4 separate regions of the Mus musculus genome follow, and regions 2, 3 and 4 are each linked to region 1. A link is a contact called in public HiChIP or PLAC-seq and promoter capture Hi-C data. All regions are on one chromosome and are shown on one strand. Each heading gives the region's core, a stretch centred on a gene start, on an enhancer-like site or on the middle of the called end of the contact. The rest is flanking DNA. Distances are from core to core; before and after follow the strand shown. Region 1 holds the start of Mturn (maturin, neural progenitor differentiation regulator homolog (Xenopus)). Region 2 holds the start of Aqp1 (aquaporin 1). Region 3 holds the start of 6430584L05Rik (RIKEN cDNA 6430584L05 gene). Region 4 holds the start of Mindy4 (MINDY lysine 48 deubiquitinase 4).

The links. Promoter capture Hi-C pulls out the DNA fragments that hold promoters and counts their contacts. HiChIP or PLAC-seq counts read pairs in DNA pulled down with a chosen protein or histone mark.
Region 2: a FOXA1 HiChIP or PLAC-seq map of pancreatic cancer cells shows a contact between it and region 1. The contact joins the promoter of Aqp1 here to the promoter of Mturn in region 1. A contact is called at or near these places in 2 of 115 datasets of contacts at active chromatin or transcription factors (extraembryonic endoderm stem cells and pancreatic cancer cells).
Region 3: a promoter capture Hi-C map of stem cell-derived epiblast-like cells shows a contact between it and region 1, with 7 times the contacts expected there. The contact joins the promoter of 6430584L05Rik here to the promoter of Mturn in region 1. A contact is called at or near these places in 3 of 39 promoter capture datasets (the 3T3-L1 cell line, liver and stem cell-derived epiblast-like cells).
Region 4: a contact with region 1 is called in a promoter capture Hi-C map of embryonic stem cells, with 3 times the contacts expected there. The contact joins the promoter of Mindy4 here to the promoter of Mturn in region 1. A contact is called at or near these places in 15 of 39 promoter capture datasets (the 3T3-L1 cell line, 3T3-L1-derived adipocytes, the C10 cell line and 7 more), 1 of 484 Hi-C or Micro-C datasets (embryonic stem cells), 2 of 115 datasets of contacts at active chromatin or transcription factors (large pre-B cells and stem cell-derived neural progenitor cells) and 2 of 9 other capture datasets (embryonic stem cells and liver).

The regions. Positions count from the first base shown.
Region 1 is chr6:54,678,992-54,683,623 of GRCm38.p6, forward strand. Mturn (maturin, neural progenitor differentiation regulator homolog (Xenopus)) reads left to right here and starts at 2,633. Exons shown (of 3, transcript NM_001289740.1): 1 at 2,633-2,940. The coding sequence starts at 2,779.
Region 2 is chr6:55,333,747-55,338,241 of GRCm38.p6, forward strand. It overlaps Aqp1 (aquaporin 1), which reads left to right and starts at 2,553. Exons shown (of 4, transcript NM_007472.2): 1 at 2,553-3,128. The coding sequence starts at 2,745.
Region 3 is chr6:55,395,174-55,399,995 of GRCm38.p6, forward strand. It overlaps 6430584L05Rik (RIKEN cDNA 6430584L05 gene), which reads left to right and starts at 1,714. Exons shown (of 4, transcript NR_046179.1): 1 at 1,714-1,800.
Region 4 is chr6:55,200,691-55,205,433 of GRCm38.p6, forward strand. It overlaps Mindy4 (MINDY lysine 48 deubiquitinase 4), which reads left to right and starts at 2,693. Exons shown (of 18, transcript NM_001142781.1): 1 at 2,693-2,879. The coding sequence starts at 2,817.

The DNA.
Region 1 (4,632 bases), core at 1,383-3,882:
TCTGCCTTGCACTTCTGTAAGTATCACGATTTTAAAAGACGACAGTAACCTTAGGCTGGGTCTGCAGCACAGGGGGAAATTGCTTGCCTGATGTGTGAGAGGACCTGGGTTCCTCCATCCCCAACATCACTCCCCCGCACCCCCCCCAAAAAAACCCAAACCAACAAAACAACACACACACACACACACACACACACACACACACAATCCACAAACAAAACCAGAAAGTTTTGAAGTGCAAATTTCTGGTTGTGTCATCTGATGCAGACTCACATGGTGTTTTGCTGAGGAAAGACCTATTGGAGGACACTGTGATGTTTGGAGAGAATATAAAGGGGACTCAAGGGACAGTGGCAGTGTGCTTGCATAGCTAGCCTTGCAATGCTTAGCTGACCTCTAGTCTGTGGATTTTCACTTCCTTGAGAGAAGCACAGCAGAGAACTTCTCTTGGGGTCGCTGCTGCTCCTAGTCGCTCCCACTGTCTCGGAGACCTGGCTGCTTCTGCTGGATCATGCCGCCGCTGCTGATTCCTGATTGCTATCCTGACTCTACAGAACAGGACTGCTGGCATCCTGACAAACGGAGACTGGAATCACCCTCAAAGAACTGCTTCTAAACAGGTCCACATCCCCTTGTCTATGTACCATCTTTTCTCCCCTCCCTTCAGACAGTGGGCTAGAAGGGGTGTTGAAGTGGTTGACAATGCTTATTAAGTGTAAGTTTTAAGACTCTAAGCCTACAAAACTGTGCCCGAAGTTTATCCCACCAAGTTTCCTGGTCCTTTGTTACGCAGCCTCTGTTCTAATGTGTGTCTCTAGTGAGGCAGCAGAGAGGAGTTTGCCTCAACTTATCTGTCAAGCTATATGAAGGCCCTCACAGAGGAGCCTCGTGATCAACCCCTCGCCAGATGTGTTCTGGCTGGCCCTCCTCCAGACTCTGCTCCTGTATAACAAAGATAACCCCTCTCTCTTGTTCCATTATTTCAGTCAAAATGTAGATCATGAGAGATGAGTGTAATTAATGCACCACTGAATTTCAGCATCCATTCTGGGTGTTAGACAGTCTCGAGCTTGTGCACATTTCTACACATATTACATAAATGCCATGTCAAATCAGCAGCCATCCAAAATTTAACATTCATGCTTGGTTTAACAGAATGTCAAGCTAATCAATACTGCTTCACACATCGGACACCAATGAGTACTGCTATAAGCCTAGGCATATAATCAAATTTCCTACATTTAAAAAACCCAGGGCTAGAGAGATGGCTCATTAGTTAAGGCATCTAGCTGTTCTCCCTAAGAACCTAGATTTGATGATACACACATGGTGGCTCACAAAGGCCTGTAACTCCAGTCCCAGGCTATCCAATACCCTCTTCTGGTCTCTGGACACCAGACACATACATGGTACACACCAATACATTTATGCAAAAACACTCATACAGATAAAAATGAGTAAATTGTAGAAAAACCCACTGGATTTCTATTCCTTTCACACACACACACACACACACACACACACACACACACACACACACACACTTTCTCAAACCCTAACTATAAGGTCATGAATATATACCCATTTTCACAGATGTGGAAACTGGGGTTCCCAGGACATATCCCAGTCACACTGTCAAGTGGGTTCTCTTAGCCTCAGAAGTCAGGGAGTAGAGGAAGAATCACTCCCACAGTCTAAAGACAAATGCAAAGACAAGCAAATAAACGTAAGGAAATTCTGCCACAGAAATGATCAAAACAGATGACTGTGGAATAACGTCTTCTGCCTGTAATAACAGGTGCACTAGCTGGGCTCCCCTTGGCTAGACTGCCAGCTTACTGAGGCGTTTAGACCCCAGCTCATTCATGTTTACACCCCAGCTAGCAAGGCTCCTGGTTCAGAAGGCGCAGTTTAAAAATAACCACGAATAAATGTTTATAGAATGAATGCTATTTAATGTGTCCCTTCCGGAAGCCAAGTGTTCAGACGAGGACTCTTCTACTCCCTGTAAACCAGTGTGTCTGCTGGGCACGCAGCAGCCAGAGCATTCAACAGGTGTAGTCAACGGGCAGGCTCCTTGCTTTCCAAGCAGGGTTGGGGTGTGGCTCGGTGGTAACATGCCTGAAAAGCACGACTCTGGGTTCAATTTTCCAGCAACTCAAAATACAAAACAAAACCTCAAACCCAACAAACAAAACAACAGTTGGCCATTTTAAGTCATATAATATAAATTCAAGCCAAATCAGTGAAGGTATTTGTAAGAAGCACGCAGCTTGATGTGCGTGTACACTTCCTTCCAAATCAGTCTAGAAAACACACTCTGGGTTCCTGGGAGGACCGAATTTTGGCTTCTGTAGAAAGCAAAGCTGTTTCCCCGGGTGCTCGCAGCACCTCTACAATCAGCCCTGGCAAGGACCAAGCAATCTGTACTTCTGGGTGCGTCCCTCGCGTTTATAGCGGATTCCAGAGAAAGCCTTCCAAACTGGCTCCAAACCAGGGGTCCGGAGCCAGCCCCGCCCCACCCCGCCGCCACCTGCAGAGACGGGCGCCCCGCCCACCCTGACGTCACCGGGCTCCGGGCGGCGCCGAGTAGGGCTCCGGGGATTGGCCAGAGTTCGTGACGTCACGAGCCGGGGCGGCCCCGGACTGGCGGGGCCCCGGGGTGCTTGGGTTCCTTTCAAGGCGGGCGGTGGGGGTGGGGGCGGGGCGGAGGCGGAGCGGGCGGTGTAAACAGACCCGGGAGCCGTGAGCCCCGGAGGAGGCGCGGGCGGCGCCGCCATGGACTTCCAGCAGCTGGCAGATGTCGCGGAGAAGTGGTGTTCCAGCACGCCCTTTGAGCTCATCGCCGCCGAGGAGACGGAGCGCAGGATGGACTTCTACGCCGACCCGGGCGTCTCCTTCTACGTACTGTGTCCGGACAACGGCTGCGGCGACAGCTTTGTGAGTGCACGGGACGGGCGCGCTCCGCTTTGCCCAAGCTCCTCCAGGGGGGCCGGGTGGGGCGGATAGCGGTGGCAGGGTGCCAGGGTGCCAGGGAGCGGAGGTGTGGCAACCTACCGGACCATCGCGCACCGGGCGCGTGGCTAAGAGCATCCCATGGGAGCCTCTATGGGGCACCCACCGGGCGGGGCTCATAGTCCCTGCGGCAGGATCCGAGGTCGGGTCCCCGAGAGGTGTCAGTCCCCCTCGGGGTCTCAGACACAACTCTGCAGCCGCTCCTCCCAACAGGGCCCCCTCTCCAGCCTGCGAGTCTCTCAAACGGACACAAAGCCTCTGTCCACACCCGCAGTGATAGATCTTTTGGACCCTCTTTGCGGAATTACGCCCTGGAGCTTAAAAATGCACGCGCGTGCACACGCGCGCGTTCGCGGGGGCACGCCTATCCCGGGTCTCCTGCTTCCCTAGCTCCTCAATGAGCTGCCAGCAAGTGTTTGTAGCCCATTCGGGTTCTAGCCTGCCATGAGGCTACTGTGTCCTCGCCGAGGCCTTTCGGCTTTTCCAGAGGAAAACCCCACACACCCAGGTCCAGAGGGACCAGAACCAGGAACTACAGCGACCATACCTTTGGCCAGCATCCCTCCCACTAGGTATTCTGGTGCTGACAGTTTAGGAAGGAGATACTGAGAGCACGCGGTTGTGATGGGAGGTGTGTAGGCAGGGCAGGGATGGCGCTTCGTGGAGTGTTTGTAAGCACTGTAAATAATAGTCCCCAAATGTAAGATGGAGGCAGCTGGGGATGAGGGTAATCGTGTGGTCGATGGCCTGAGGCTGGAGGCGCTGCTGCAGCAGAGGAAGATGGGGTGGTGCATGGTGCATCGACCGCTTGGCTCATCAGGTGAAATGACAAAGCTGGACATATCCCCCCACCCCGCTGGGTCCGTACACCTCATCCATCCATGGGAAGTTCAACCTAGGATCCCTGAGACCCGGACAGGACAGGTGCACATCTGCCCAATAAAATATGATCCTGGTTTTGGGTGGCAGCTAGATTTAGGTTCTGTTCACTTGTCTTCCCTTGAGTTGCCTACCCACAAAATTAGCTTCCTAATACCAGTTCTCTGGCAATCTTTGAAGTAGACCTAGCAGTTTGATGCACAGCAAGTGTCCTGCAAATTTAAAGTTCAGAGACCTAGTGTTCCCCCCTATCTTTGTATAAACTCTTACCTGGAACTAAGAATGTAGCTTAGTTAGAACACTTGTGTAGTGTGTGTAAAATCTGTTAAGCATTGAAGGAATTTGAATTAAGTAGCATCTCTGCTATTTGGAAATTTTGTTAACAGTAAGACTATTATATAGCATCTTTCAGTTTACAAACTTTAAGATTGTTTAAATAGTTACAAACACTGATGAAGGCTTGGTCTCTCCTTGGTCAGAGGTATCTATCTGACGGATGGCACTGTGCCTCTAAGCACAGGTAGTTGGCTCTAAAGGAATATAGCAGTACTTAGCCCCTATTCTGTTCGGCCATCCCCAGGTGCACACTTCTGTCTGTGTTCTTGGGGACATCACTCTCTTCCAGGCTTAAACAACTATGTCCTCCTGTTACCTGACTTCAAGTGGCAGCCTGTTGTCACTGGATGCCAAGCAGGGCTGCTTGGGAGTACCCCTGGCTTGTGGTGCTCATATCTGGGA
Region 2 (4,495 bases), core at 1,303-3,802, 650 kb after region 1:
TAGGATTAAGTTGTGGAGCGTTCTAATCCCAATGTTCCTTTCATCGGCATATCGCCGACGGCTACCCCAGACTCAGCAAGGCACTGCCTAGTTCACAGCCTGCCTCTCCTGGACAACCAGCCTGGATTGTGACAGGCCAAGGAAAAAGAATGAGGTATAGGGCCTTTCTGCCTGACATACAGCCAGAAACCTTTCCACTTTAACATGCAAATAGCCAGTTCAGAATTGCAGGGGCCCCTGGGCATTGTGGGAAGTAGTGATAGAAAAGGTTCACACTGATATTTCAGGCAATGCCTGCATTCTGATGGCATCTTCTTTGCCCAAAGGATGAAGCCATGTTCATAGGTTCAGTTGTTAGTGGGTCTAAATAGTTGATGAGCTTATGTAGCAGACGGGAAGATTCAAGAAGACAAGGGGCTGGTCTTTGTGGCCTATGGTTGTTCCTGTGGTCTCCAGAGTGGTGTTTGGCATGATATTAGTGCTAATAAAATACTTGTGCTAAAGAAAATATTAGTAGTATCCAAGAGAATCTCACCACTGTTTTACACACACACACACACACACACACACACACACACACACACACACACACTAGCATACCACATACTTCAGCTACAAACCTGGTCTGCAGGTACTGCCACAGCCTCTTGGGACAGACATGCTTAGGTCCACAAATGCTCATATACCTCACTTGGTTCTGATGCACAGTTCTGCTGCCGGGCCCCACCAGCCTTTGGTGCAGGGCCAGCTCTCCCTACTGTTTTCCTAGAATCCTCTTGATTAGGTCCCTGAGGCAGACAGCATCAGATCTGAGCCCTACACAGCCTTGCAGAAAGATCTCTGATTAGAGGCCCCTGGGCCCAAAGAGTGAGTTCCTTGAGGGGGCTGTGTCCCTGGGAAACCTCTCAGAATATAGGATGTGGTAGAGCTTCCAGGAAGTGCCTGCTCCATCATCCTGACTGCCTCTCTAGAGGGTTAATAAGTCTTTGATTGCATCCAGCTGCCAAGCAGCCACTACACCACCTTTCTACTCAGAGCCACTCCTCCTGGCCTTCTAAGTGTTTAGGTGTGTGGTGGTAAATTACTTCCCAACCAGCCACCTGCTCCCATCAAACATAGCATGGGATTTCTGTAGGTCACATCTGGTTCCAGGACTGTGGCTGAATACAACCTGGCCCTTGAGGGACAATGTCATTCTCTGTAGGATAGAAGGTGCTTGGCCCTATCTTGACAGATGTCAGACTCAAAGACATTTCTTCTTTCTCAGTGAGTGTTGTTTTTCCACCTCTGATGGGTAAGAAGCCAATGATTCTGATAAGGACTAAGATGGAAAGAGAGGGACCAATCATAACAGGTCCTACCTTGTGGCCACAGAGAGAGCCTCCCTATGGGCCTGGTATACCTTCCAGCACACTCAAACAGTAGGCAAGTGACCGACCAGTTCTCTGGTCCTTTACTCGGGATTTTGGGGGTACACAGGAAACATGGTGGGTGCTTTGTCTGCCCCCACCTCCTCTCCACCCCTCCTGGTGTTGGAAAGTGCCTCTGGTCTCCCTTACCTTCCTCTCTCCTCTTTCTCTATCTAGATTCTTGTCCGGCCTATGTCTCCTCTGCTCCGTTTGTCTCTTCCTGTTTCTGACGTGCTGTTTTTTCCTGTGATGCTAGTGACTGAATCCAGTGCCCAGTTGAATATTGTATGCGTGAGCACATCCATAGCCTGGCCGCTGTCTCCTGCAAGGCTGGAAACCTCTTCCACTTTCCACCATCACTCGGATAATGCTTCCTGTTGCTCTGCCTATCATCCCATCACTGCATCTGTCTCTTAGCCCCAGCCCATGTCTCCCATTCGCTCCTTTTCAGGTCCAGCTGTCATTCCTTCCATCTCTTCAGTGACCTGCTAGCTACTTTATCTATTAGAGAAAAAAAAAAAGCCTAAGCAACATTATCTTCCCCACCCCCTCTCAAATCATGGCCTCAAATTGTTTTAAGTTTGAGGAATTGGGGGAGTTTTCCAGCAACCTTGCTTGGCTAAGGTCTGCCATTGTCTAAAGAATGATAGGTGGCTCCCAGAAAGCTTCTCTACTCCCATCAATGAGGCCCGGGGGGCGAGGACACATCCCCAAAGTGACATGCAGCTGCTTGGCCCAGGCCAGGACATTGGAGGCCAGACTGGCCCACAGATTTCTCAGCCTGAGAACTTCAGATTACTAACTCTGCTCAGAGTGGGATGGGACAGGCAGGCAATTTCTGGTGCCACCTCCAGGGAGGGCAATGTCCGTCTGGGGAGTCCAGACAACCCCTATTCCCCACCCCTTCTAGAGTGCCAGCCTCTGCCCTCAGGCACCCTTGAGCTTTGCAGGCTGGGCGGGGACACCTGGATTTCTCTGGCCCCCTGAGAAGAGCCAGCTTGGAAGAATTTCCCAAAGCCTATTAGAGCAACGGTTGCCTCCTGCCTCCTTACGCTGGGCAGGGCCGAGGGCTGAGGCGGGTGGAGGGAGCAAGGGAGGGCAGGAGGGGGAGAGGAGGAAGGAAAAAGTTGGCAGGCAGACAGCAGAGCCCTGTCTGCATCCATCGCAGCGAGGAGGCTCGTGTGGTGTGGGGCGGGCCAGGAGCAAGGAGAGGCCTTCCTCCCTTTGTGCTCCCCCCACCCAGCCCTATAAATAGGCCCAGCCCAGGCTGTGGCTCAGCTCTTGGAGGGAGTTGAGCACCAGGCATCCAGCGGTTAAGTCGAGGTCCCTGCCAGCATGGCCAGTGAAATCAAGAAGAAGCTCTTCTGGAGGGCTGTGGTGGCTGAGTTCCTGGCCATGACCCTCTTCGTCTTCATCAGCATTGGTTCTGCCCTAGGCTTCAATTACCCACTGGAGAGAAACCAGACGCTGGTCCAGGACAACGTGAAGGTGTCGCTGGCCTTTGGTTTGAGCATCGCTACTCTGGCCCAAAGTGTGGGTCACATCAGCGGTGCTCACCTCAACCCTGCGGTCACACTGGGGCTCCTGCTCAGCTGTCAGATCAGCATCCTCCGGGCTGTCATGTACATCATCGCCCAGTGTGTGGGAGCCATCGTCGCCACGGCCATTCTCTCGGGCATCACCTCCTCCCTAGTCGACAATTCACTTGGCCGCAATGACGTGAGTGGGGTATCTTAGGCTTAGGGTGTCTGTAGGAGAAGACAGAGAGGGAGCTGGCTCCATTTGCCTACTGTACAAGGGGGATACTGAAGAACAGAGAGAAGGATGAAGGTTTCTGGAGTCATGCTGAGAACTGGGGCTAGAACTCAGTTGTACTGCATGGTCTCTTTGCTGGTTGGTGCTGTGAGAATGGAGGAGCTAGACAATATGGTTGTGCCAAAGTCCCCTGCAGAGTAGCTACTGCCAGGAATGAGCTGGAGGGGCAGCTAGGTGCATGCCAGCAGTTCCTCCCCTCTTCTGAGCTACCTGAGCAGTCACCTTCCCCCTTTGCAGTCCCGTGCACTAGGCAACCTCTACCTACTGTCCCGAGTACATTTTCTCCAGCTACCCAGTGTGTTTAAAGCCACTTCTGCAAGTGTCTGAGTGTGACTCTCTTGATAAGTTGCCTGGGCTTCTAATCGGCTTCTAATCCTTAGCCAGGTCCCCAAATCAACTTCCTCAGAAAGTCAGGAGACAGCCCCCTTTCCTCCCTCTACCCCCAATAATTAGACAAAGTTGAGAGAACAATACTCTCTCTGGAGCTTTGGGAGAGTTTTCTAGATACCAGTTCAGGAGAAGGGCTCAGCTCAGCAGTCCCTGGCCACTGAACCGTGGGGCATGCTGGCTTGTTGTGTGCGGAGGTGGAAGCGAAGGTGTGTGAGTGTCTGCTTGGGTCCTGAACTTGTGTAAGCTATTTTCACGTTGATGCTGTGTTGTTGGAGAGTGTGTAAGCACTTGTACCCATTGTTCCTGGCTTTAATGATAAGCAGACGCTGGCAACAGTACGTGGCGACTGCTCAACATAACTGTCTTTGGGCTACTCTACATGACTAAGTGGCCTCTGTGGTGGCTGCCTGGCCACTGACCTTTTCCAGTTTCTTAGCTAAGTGCCCATGATGACTGAGTTCACTTGGGTTTAGCAGGAGTATCTGAGTAAGGGTGTAGGGTGTCTCAGAATGGAATAGGCTGGAGTCCCTCACCAGAGGCAAAGACTAACGGCAGAGTGGTAGAATAAGGTCCAGAGAAACGAAGCTGGCTGGACCCCAGCAGGGTAGATGCATGGGGATAGGCGCAAGGGCGTGAGCCAGGACTCTGTCCGGTGAGTTGGATAGCTATGCGTGATTAGACATCTTTCGTTTCCCAGCTGAAGTTCAGGTCCTGGAGATGCAGACCAGGAGGAGGGAGGTGAAAGTCTGGTGCAGAGGGCAGCTGCCGTGGCTCTGCTGCAGGGATGAGCACTTCTGTACCACAGTGACACCTCACCATCACACTTTTAAGTCAACCTCTGCTCAGCTGGGGATTGAAGATTAGCCCCATGGCTGGAGTTT
Region 3 (4,822 bases), core at 464-2,963, 720 kb after region 1:
CTCTTGACTGAAGTGTGCCTGGGACAGGAGGGGACACTGTAGGTAACAGGAGGCAATTCTGGGTCCAAGTGGATCCAAGCAGGTGTGACTGTACTTGGCTCTGAGAGAATAGGGCACATGTGTCATTCAGGTGGAGATAGATCACTGGTGGAGGAGGGTGTGGTGCAATCAAATGAAGGTTGCAGGGGACTGAGGAGGACTAAGAATCCAAGTGGGAGCACGGCTGGGAAGAGGGTATTTGCCTAAAGGGAGTAGCAGAAACTCATGGGGCTTGGCATGAGAATTGGTAGAGAGAAGTGGGCTACTGGCTCCGAATTCACCATGATGGCTAGGTTCATGGTTGGCTGGAGTTTGGGTGATAGGAGCATATAGAGATGGGAAAGTATAGTAACTGGAGGGTAAAAAATAGGAGAGGAGGGCACATGGGTGACTGATGACCAGTCAGTATTAATAATCTGGGAACCTCAACTAGAGAAGGCAGGGTTAGCCTTTCTCGGAGACAAGACATAAGAGACTTGGCTCTATTTGCAAGAGAGCATATGCAGTGGGCATGGAGCTGAGGGGAAGGATGCAGACTGAATGGGACGTGGACCTGGGAGGTTTAGTGTCAGGGTGGAGTAGCAAGCTGAGGAGGAACCCTGGGAGGAGAGGAGGCTCTGTGCATGCAGCTGGGTCCTGGGGTCCTGATAAAGCAAAAGAAGAGACTGCGGGGAGTTGGGGGCATTGTGGAGACAAGGAGAGAGAAGACTAGTAGGGTACTGACCATTTGTCTGGGCATTTCTGTCAGCCAAGGTGAAGGTTGGGGCTTGAGGGACTAGGAGAACTTGGGCCAGAGTCTCCTGAACTCTGGGGCACCTTCAGAGGTCCAGGAATCTCAAGAGGTGGGACTCAACATGGGAGGGATAGCAAAGAGAGAGATAGGGCCAGGATGGAGAGGACCCGGGAGAGCTGCAATTGCTATAGGAAGCCTGTGTCTTGAAGCTTGTGTCTAGAAGCCTGTGATGCCTTTAGCCTGTGGCTTCAGGGGCTCCCAGAGGCCCCACGCCTGGAGCCCTTATGTGGTGTTGGAACATAACAAGAAGCAGCAGGGTTGGATTTATTTTTTCAGTCAGCTCTGATTGGCTCACTCATGTGTATGAACCTCTTCCTGTGGACAGTGCTCTTTCTGGCTGGCTCGCAAGCTTACGCTCATCTCAGCTCTCCATTCTTCCCTCTAGGAGGCTCCAGTTCCCAGATTCAGGGCAATGAAACCAGAATAGCACACACAGCAGCTGTGCTGCCTCAATAATACAAACATCTGGGTCCTGGGGCTGCCAGAGTGGCTGGAGCCTTTCTGCATGCAGACAGCCAACATCTTCCTAGTTAGAATTTCCCCCTGCCCCTACTTTCTCTTTCTTGTCCTCTCTTCCCCTCGAGGTCATTCTAACCCAGGTAGTGTGTTGTTACATGATACGTGATGAGAATGTGTGGCGCTCTCCCTGCCTCTCAGTGAGGAGAAGCAGGTGGGTAGCATACGTGTTCACAGATTCTTTTGGGGCTCTGGCTTCCCTGCAGCAAGTAGGTGGGTCCGCGAGCCTCCCTCCCTCAGAGGCATTGCATAAGCAGCCGCAGCCCTGAGTACATTCCCATGGTTACCGGGCTGGGAAAGGCTGGCCGAGATGGCATCGCCATGGCACCGGCATGGTCCACAGCTCTGCTGGGCGTGGCTCTGGTATGTGTAGCTCTGGTCTCTTGCTGGACAGATGGCCTTCACAGAGGGCCCTCCCAGACATCCAGTGGCCTTGGATATCATGATGTGAGGTAAGCAGACAGGAGCAGTCTGGGTGGAATTTGAGGGCTTCTCATGTCCTCACAGAAGGCCTTCAGTGGCTCAGCCAGCAGCCTTGCTGTGCGGTAGCTCTGAAACCAGTTTTTCCTCATCAAGGGCTCAGCACAGACCAGATGGGCCAAGCCACAGCTCTGCCCATTGCCTACACCCCCTTGGAAGCCCCTTACTCAAGCCCATAGGAATGAGGAATATGGAGCCTGGGCTCCATAGCCATCTGTGTTTGGCCACCCTCAGGCAGGCTGTGCCCAGGGATGCTACAGTCAGGGATAAGATCTTCAGACCTAGGCCTGTCTGGGGGACACAGGAGAAGAAGGGCATGTGAAATGGGTGGTCGAGCTGTCAATGCAGCTGTGGGGATGGCTTGAAAGGAGAAAGTCGGAAAAAGGGGCTGGCAAGAAGGCAGAGGCAAAATTCTGTGTGTCTCTCCATGATCATGTCTGCATATGAAGGCTCAAAGCTAGTCTCTGTGGTGCTAGAGCACAGGAAACTCCATGTAGAAGGTAGTTGGATGGGGAGCAAAGATGCCGTGTGGGGCCCGGGGAAAGCTCAGTAGGCATTCCTCCTATAGGGACACCACCAAGTAGTTCCCTGAAGCTCAAGCTTGCGTCTGTGATTGTCCTATAAGATGTCCCACAAAGGGTCACCCAGTTCTTCCAGCCAACCAATAAGGATCATCCAAATCATTCTAACCAGGGTGATGTCCTAACCCATCCTCTTGTCACAGTTTTCCGTGTGTAAGTCACATCATGCTGCATCAGACTCCATGCAGACCCTAAACTGAGACTCTCTTGTCCTTCACAGCCCATGTAACAAATAGGGACAAAATAAACCTTATCACCTCCCTGACGTGACATTTGTTTTTAAAGTAGGACACCTGGAACAAAAAAGCAGAGTGTCCTCTCATTTGGCTGAGCACTGTGTGTCAAGCCTCTCAAATGGTCCAGAATGTCTGTGAACGTGCAGTAAGTGTCAGCTCTGGAGCTAGCCAGCCAGGAAGTCCTATACAGCAAGGACCAGCTATACATTATCGAAGCATTCCATTTATATGGCCAGTCTTCCCTCTGCTTCACTTACAGCCATATCCACAGATGGAGTGGGTCCTAGTCATGATCCATAGCAGATGTCTGTCTTCAACTGTTTTGTGTTGCTAGGACAAAATGCTTGAAGTTGAGTAATTCGTAAAAACCAGGCATGAGATTAACTCACAGTTCTAGGTGCCCAAGAACATGGGGACATCTCAGATTTGGTGAGGACCTCTAGGTTCCTCAACACGTGGTGGATGCATCACACTGGGAGCACATGCGGAAGGGTGTGTGTTTGAAGACTTCACAGGGCAAGGCAGAAAGGGGAGTCTGAACACCAGGAACAGCTTTGTAGCACCCCATTCTCTTAAGAATTAGCTCATTCCCCAATATCAGTATTAGTTCTTTCCATGAGTAGTTCTGACTTAATTACATGCCACATGGCTCTACTTTCTAATACCTCCTCAACTCTAACACTGCCACCCCGGGATCTTCCAGCACATGTTCTTCCTGGGACACTGTCGAGCCATGGAAGCACCGGCATGAACACACAGAGTGCTTATGAGGAAGGGGATAAGGCGTTGCTTTCTAGTGCTAGCCTGGAAAGCCTAGGGGAGAGAGAAGAGAAAGATTCTGGCAGGAAGGGGAGGGTCCCTGAGAAAAGCCCTTGTCCCACAGTGCCCCGTTATGTCTGCTGTCCCTGTCCTTGTTGTCAGACTCATCATTTGCTCTGGGGGTGGGAGAGGGGATGCTATACATGTGCACGGCACAGAGAGTTCTCGCTGGTAAGATGAACATGGTGCAGGCTATGTACACACAACTTGGCTGAGGACGCCCGGGTCCTGGTCCTGAATAAGCTGAATGTTCATTTGAGTGTGTACATATATGTGAGTGTGCATGCATCAGTGTGCAAGTGTGAGTGTGCAAATGCTTGCTAGTGCACACACATGCTCTCTCGTATGTGTCCCTGAGGGTGAGGCACGTGTGTGAACATGTGCCTGGCCCTGCTCTGATGAGGCCTGCTGGCTTGCTAGCAGCTGGAGTGCTTGCTATACTGACAGGGCCTGTAATCACGGGAAATTACCCAGCCCAGAACTAAAATTAAGGCTGAGGCTGCTACCACAAGACCTGCTTACAGAACAGGCTCCCGGAAGAAGGTGGAGGGGAGAGGGGGGTGCTGGGGGGGAAGTCTCTGCTGGGAGTTGGGACTTCAGGGGTGGACCAAGCTTGGCTGAGAGGCATGGAAGGGAGAAAGCCCAGCTCTTATTGAACACACAGTGCTGGTGCCAGGGGCCACGTTGGCTGCTCGCAGGCTGCCTTTTATTTATGTCTCCTCTCACAGCTTGGCTCCCCGCTCTACTACCTAGATGGTAGGAAATGGTCTTCTTTGCTCCCAAGAGCAGACACTGAGCCTGAGGCTGAGATGTAAGGCTGGTCACTGCAGCTCTCGAAGGGCGGGGTTGCCTGACAGCATGATGGTGCCTGGGTAGGGAGAAGGCAAGCTCTCTGGACCCTGTGTGGTTGATCAGTGAGTCCTCAATGGTTTCTATGGCCTTTAACACTTGGTGGTTGGGTGCAAGGGTACCAGGAAGAAACCCAAAAGCAATCCTCCTGGCTTTATCACTCTCCAAGACCAGAAGCATGACTCTGTGGGAGTTCACTCAGCTCTCCAGGGAGCTCAGTGAGACACACACTAGTCTACTGAGCCCTGCTCCCAGGCTTCACTCCTTTGGACCTTATGGGCTCAGGGCTCTCCGTGTTCACCTAGGGAACGTGGGACAAGGCTTTTCAGACATGACTAGCATTGGTGTCTCTGCAAAGACCTCTCTGTGATCCTGTGAGTGAATCTTCTCCCAAGCCAGTGAGTGTCTTGTTCATGGACAATGGATGGGGTCTGCAAGGGGGTCCAGGGCCGGGTGGATGGTTAGACATAGGTCCACTTTGCTCCTACTCACCTGATCCCAGGAGAACC
Region 4 (4,743 bases), core at 1,443-3,942, 520 kb after region 1:
GAGACAGGTTCCCTGTCTGACTGGCACCAGGGCCCCAGCCTTTTCCTTCCCCAGTATGAGACTCCTGGGGAATTTCCAATTTCTTGTAATCTATTGTCTCAATAGTCTTTGATAGTCAAAGGGAGGGGCACACTGTTACTCTTTATAATACCTTTGTTTCTTCCCAGACTGTTATATCCTGTTTCCTCCCGTTCTTTCTGGCCTTTGCTACTACACAAGCTCGAAGGCTATCTCAGGGACTGCGCTGGCGTTTCTTGCTTGGAGTACTCTTCCTTCAAGGCTCCACACTGCTTATTGTAGAGACTTCTTTTGATTTTGGATTTTGCTGAACTATTATTATGTAATCCTATCTGATCTGTGTGCATGTGTGTGTTTGTGTGTGTCTGGTGTGCATGTAGAGACCAGAGATCTTGGATGTTGTTTCTCAGTAGCTGTTTAACTTATGTTATGTGACAGGGGTCTGGGGCTCACTGATAAGCAAAGTTTCCATCTTCGATCTCCCTTTTATCAGGGCTTCCATTTAAGGAGTCTCCCACAGTATGGGTTCAGTTTTCTCACTTCAAAAGAATCAAGAAAATCCCTCACAGGAGTGCCAGTGGCTTGCCTTTCCGGTTTGATCCAGACCCAGTCCAGTTGACAAGCAAGATTAATCACCACACCTGGATCTGATCTTGATCTTGACCTTCACAGTGGATATCATTCCTTTGTTTTTGTTTTTGTTTTTTGTTTTTGTTTTTGTTTGAGTCAGGGTGTCTCACTATGTAGCCCTGGTTGGGCTGGGACTCACCAAGATCCTCTTCTTCTGCAAACACTGTGATAGTTTAAATTGTCAACCTGACACAATTTAGAGTCTTCTAGGAAGAAAGCCTCTAGGATCATGTAGATTAGGTTGGTGGAGGGGGATCATTTTGAATATGGTAATTGAGGCAGGAAGACCTGCCCACTGTGGGTGGCTTCATTCTCTAGGCAGGAATCCTGAACTGTGTAAGAGTGAAGAAGCGGGGCTGGAGATATTACTTACTGGTTAAGAGTACTTGTTGCTCCGTTCCAGGTTCCGTTCCCAGCACCTACATGGTGGCCCTCAACTATCTGTAACTCCAGTTGCAGGGGATCCAACATTCTTTTCTGAGTCCCTGGCACCACACATGCACATGGTACACATGCATAAATGCAAGCAAATTTCCCCACACAGAATAAAAATAAATACACCTTTAACCAAGAGTGAGGGCAGCTGAGCATGCATATATTTACTGTGCTCTCTTCTTGTTTGTGGGTGTGATCTGACCAACTAACTCCCTCAAGCTCCTGTTTCTGTGATGGATCTGAAACCTACAACTGTGGATCACAGTATTTTGTCCCAGCAACAGAAAACAAAACGAAGACAAGCAATTACCGGTTTTTGACATGCAAGCTCTTGTCTTACTTATGTCTATGTAAGAAAGTCTGCCTTGCGCTTTAAATGATAACACATTTACTAGTGTGTCCTTACATCTGAAATAGCAGGTCCCCTGGCAAGGTTCCTGATTGCTATCTTCACTTTACCCACATGCAGCTAAGGTGAGTTTGCAGAGACCTCCTTGGAGGGTTAGACGGTGAGGATGCCTGGAAATTATAACTGTCCTAATACAATGACATCCTCAGGACACCAAAGCGGACCATGAAGTCTCCAGACACAGTGCATGTGCCGTTGGCTGTGAGACAATCTTACATACAACATACCTTTCTAATTTTATAAATGTTTTAAGGTTTCTCAGAATTGAATAATCATACAAACCTAAGATTTTGTGAGTATCACTGCCTGGAAACAATTTTAAGAAAAAAATAAGAAACATTAGTTTAGAGAAAATAATTTGTATGTAGGAGTGTGGGTGATATGTGCTGAGTTGAGAGCATAACGTTCCTAAGTTGAGGTCCTAATGCCTTGTAGCATCTAGAATGTGACTTATCTGGAGGTACAGTAACATTAAAGGAGGTTGTTATGGTGAACACTTAACTGTGTTCAGTGTTCTAAGAAGAGATGAATAATAGCACACAGATACATTTAGAGGGAGGCTCTGTAAAGACACAGAAAGAAGATGTCAACGGGAGGGAACTCGAGCCATAAAAGCCCTGGTGCCACCTGTTCACCAGCTTGCAGGCTACATACAGGATTGCAAGGTAGTAACTTTGTTGTTGAAGCCACAGTCTGCGGCGTTTTATTATAGCAGCCCCAGCAAACCAACGCAACAGGCAAAGTACAGTCCTGGAGAAAGTTGAGGTGCTACCCAAGGGACTGGCAAAGACCTGGGCTTCGGCAGTTTCCCATCCTTCCAGTTTCTAGATGCCAGAAATTGGAGTCTAAGCGCCCTTGCCATAACAGAGGCCAGAACACTGAAGTCTGTGTCTCAAGTGAACCCGGGAGGTAACTGCAATCCTGAGGGTGGACTGTCAGGGCCCTGCTTCCCTGCCAGTTCAGACTTTAAGAACCACAGGGTAGGGCGTGTTTCCCATTTTGTGTATGGAGAAATAGAACCTTTGATTAGGCCAGTGACATCCACCACAAAAAACCAGAGTCAGTCAACTCGGCGCCCAGAACTCATAGGCTAAGTCCCGCCTTCAGCTGCTGGCACAGCAACTGGCAGAGAGTAGCGGCTTGGAGGATGCTCCTCCCTCCCTTCTCTCCCGCCCTCCTAGAACGCTTGTTTCCCAGGAAGGGGAGGAGTTCTTCCTGGCGCGGATGCCACCGTCGCCACGGCAACGCCGCTTTACTGGGCCCAACGGATTAAGGGGCCTGGGGCTGCAGGCGGCCGCGTGGCCTCGTGGGCAGCGCTAGCAGCATGGACAGTCTGTACGTGGAGGAGGTGGCCGCCTCCCTGGTCAGGGAGTTTCTTAGCAGAAAGGTAATGTCTGGACACTCCGAAACCCACTAGTATCTTCTTAAGTTGGGGGGCAACCAGTGGTTTCCATTAGCATCTTTGCACCTTCGAGGGTGGGGGGAGCATTCCATGCCTTCTGTTCGCCTCAGAGATTTCCCCAAGAGCGCCCCTTTCTCGGGACAAGGAAACTACATTTCCCAGAAGCCAGCCCTCCCTAATGCAAGGGCACGTCCACAAAGCCAGGCCTGCGCTTGCTTGGCTGCCCTCCCCTGGTCCCCTCTGTCACAGCAGTGCCAGATTGGCAAGGGTGTCCAGGGCGGAGCAAGTTCTCCCAGCCAGGAGCACAGGACATGTCTGTAGAAAAGAACTTTCTAAAGGAAAGTTCTGGACAGGCAGTCCTTTTGATCATTTTAATCAATGATGGAAATTCTAGCTGCTGAATGAGCTTTTGTGGGGGGAATTATGTAAATTCTCTTACTGCCAGAAGAGTTTTCAAAGTGTTTACAAGTTAGGGAGGCTCTTGAGTCCCCCATGGGGGTCTAGGAGAGGAAGGCACTTCCTAGACTCCAGGAGTCCCACACTGGCTTGTAGTTTACACAAAGGGGCTGAGGACTATACACTAGGGATCTGTGCTTCCACATGATGTCATATTGAGCTGGCCCAAGGGGCACTAATTTGAGATTGAAACATGCATGCGTGTGTGCGTGCGTATGTGTGAGTGTGTGTGTGTGTGTGTGTGTGTGTGTGTGTGTGTGTGTGTGTGTGTTTGCATGGAACAAAGGAAAAGGATTTGAGGTCAGATGGTGGAAGTTTAGGTATGTGCTATTAGTTTGAAATGTAAGTTTGACGTTACTACCTCATCTTCTCTCTAACGGGAACTTTTACAGTCCACTCATGTCTGATGAGTGAGCACTAGTGATGCCCAGGCAGCGCCTAGGTTCTCTTTAAACTCTCTGTGTAGCCCAGACTGTCTTTACACTCTCGATTCTCCTGCCTCTGACTCCTGTATTCGGAAGTACGGGGGCATACCAGCATGCACAGTTGTAATTACTTTCGTCACTGCTTCTGCTCTGGGACAGAGACCTTGTGATCACCACAGGCCTTTGCCACCCTGTGTGTACCTCCTAGATGGTGATTGATCTTCTCAAATGTCCCTAACCATCCTGGAAGATAAGTATACTTACAGTATTCCTTTTCATATCAGAGTGTTATGGGACAAGGCAGCAAAGAAACTTGCCCGAGGGTGAGCAGGCTGGACCTTGACGCCTCCTTGCCCTGGATACTTACATACAACACAGGTATTCAACTTTTCACTGGTTTTGCCACTTTATACCAGCTCTGACTGTACCTGTTCTGAAATGCCTGTGTGCTCTTTCAGAATGATTTTTATTTGGAAACATTGCAATGCACCTGGCTTTATTGCCTCTGCTTTGACTCTCTGTCACCGAGTCCTTGATGCAAGTTGGATGATCCGTGTTGTCATGCCCTGAGAGGCTGATCGCTGCTGCTTTTTAAGACTGGGTTAGATTTAGAAGTACCCGAGAGGCCTTCAATTCTTGAGTGCAATCCTGAGCCCTCACTGACAATCCTGAGGCCTCACAGCTTGGCCCTAGCTTCTCCTTCATGGTTCCCTTGATCGCTTCTGCCCTGTGACAAGGCCTGTTTCTCCCCAAGCACTTCTGGTCACTCCCATGATCAGAATTGATCAGGATTGTCCTTGGACTCACCTTGACACTTCTATTACAGTGGTCACATCTGCTTATTTCACCTTCTAGACAGAGACACCAAGCTGACCTCCCAACTAGGTAACACCTCAGAAACCATCTTCCTCCCATGGTTTATATCTAAAAGTACAAAGAGGGGTGTCTTTATTTACTACCTGTGCTGG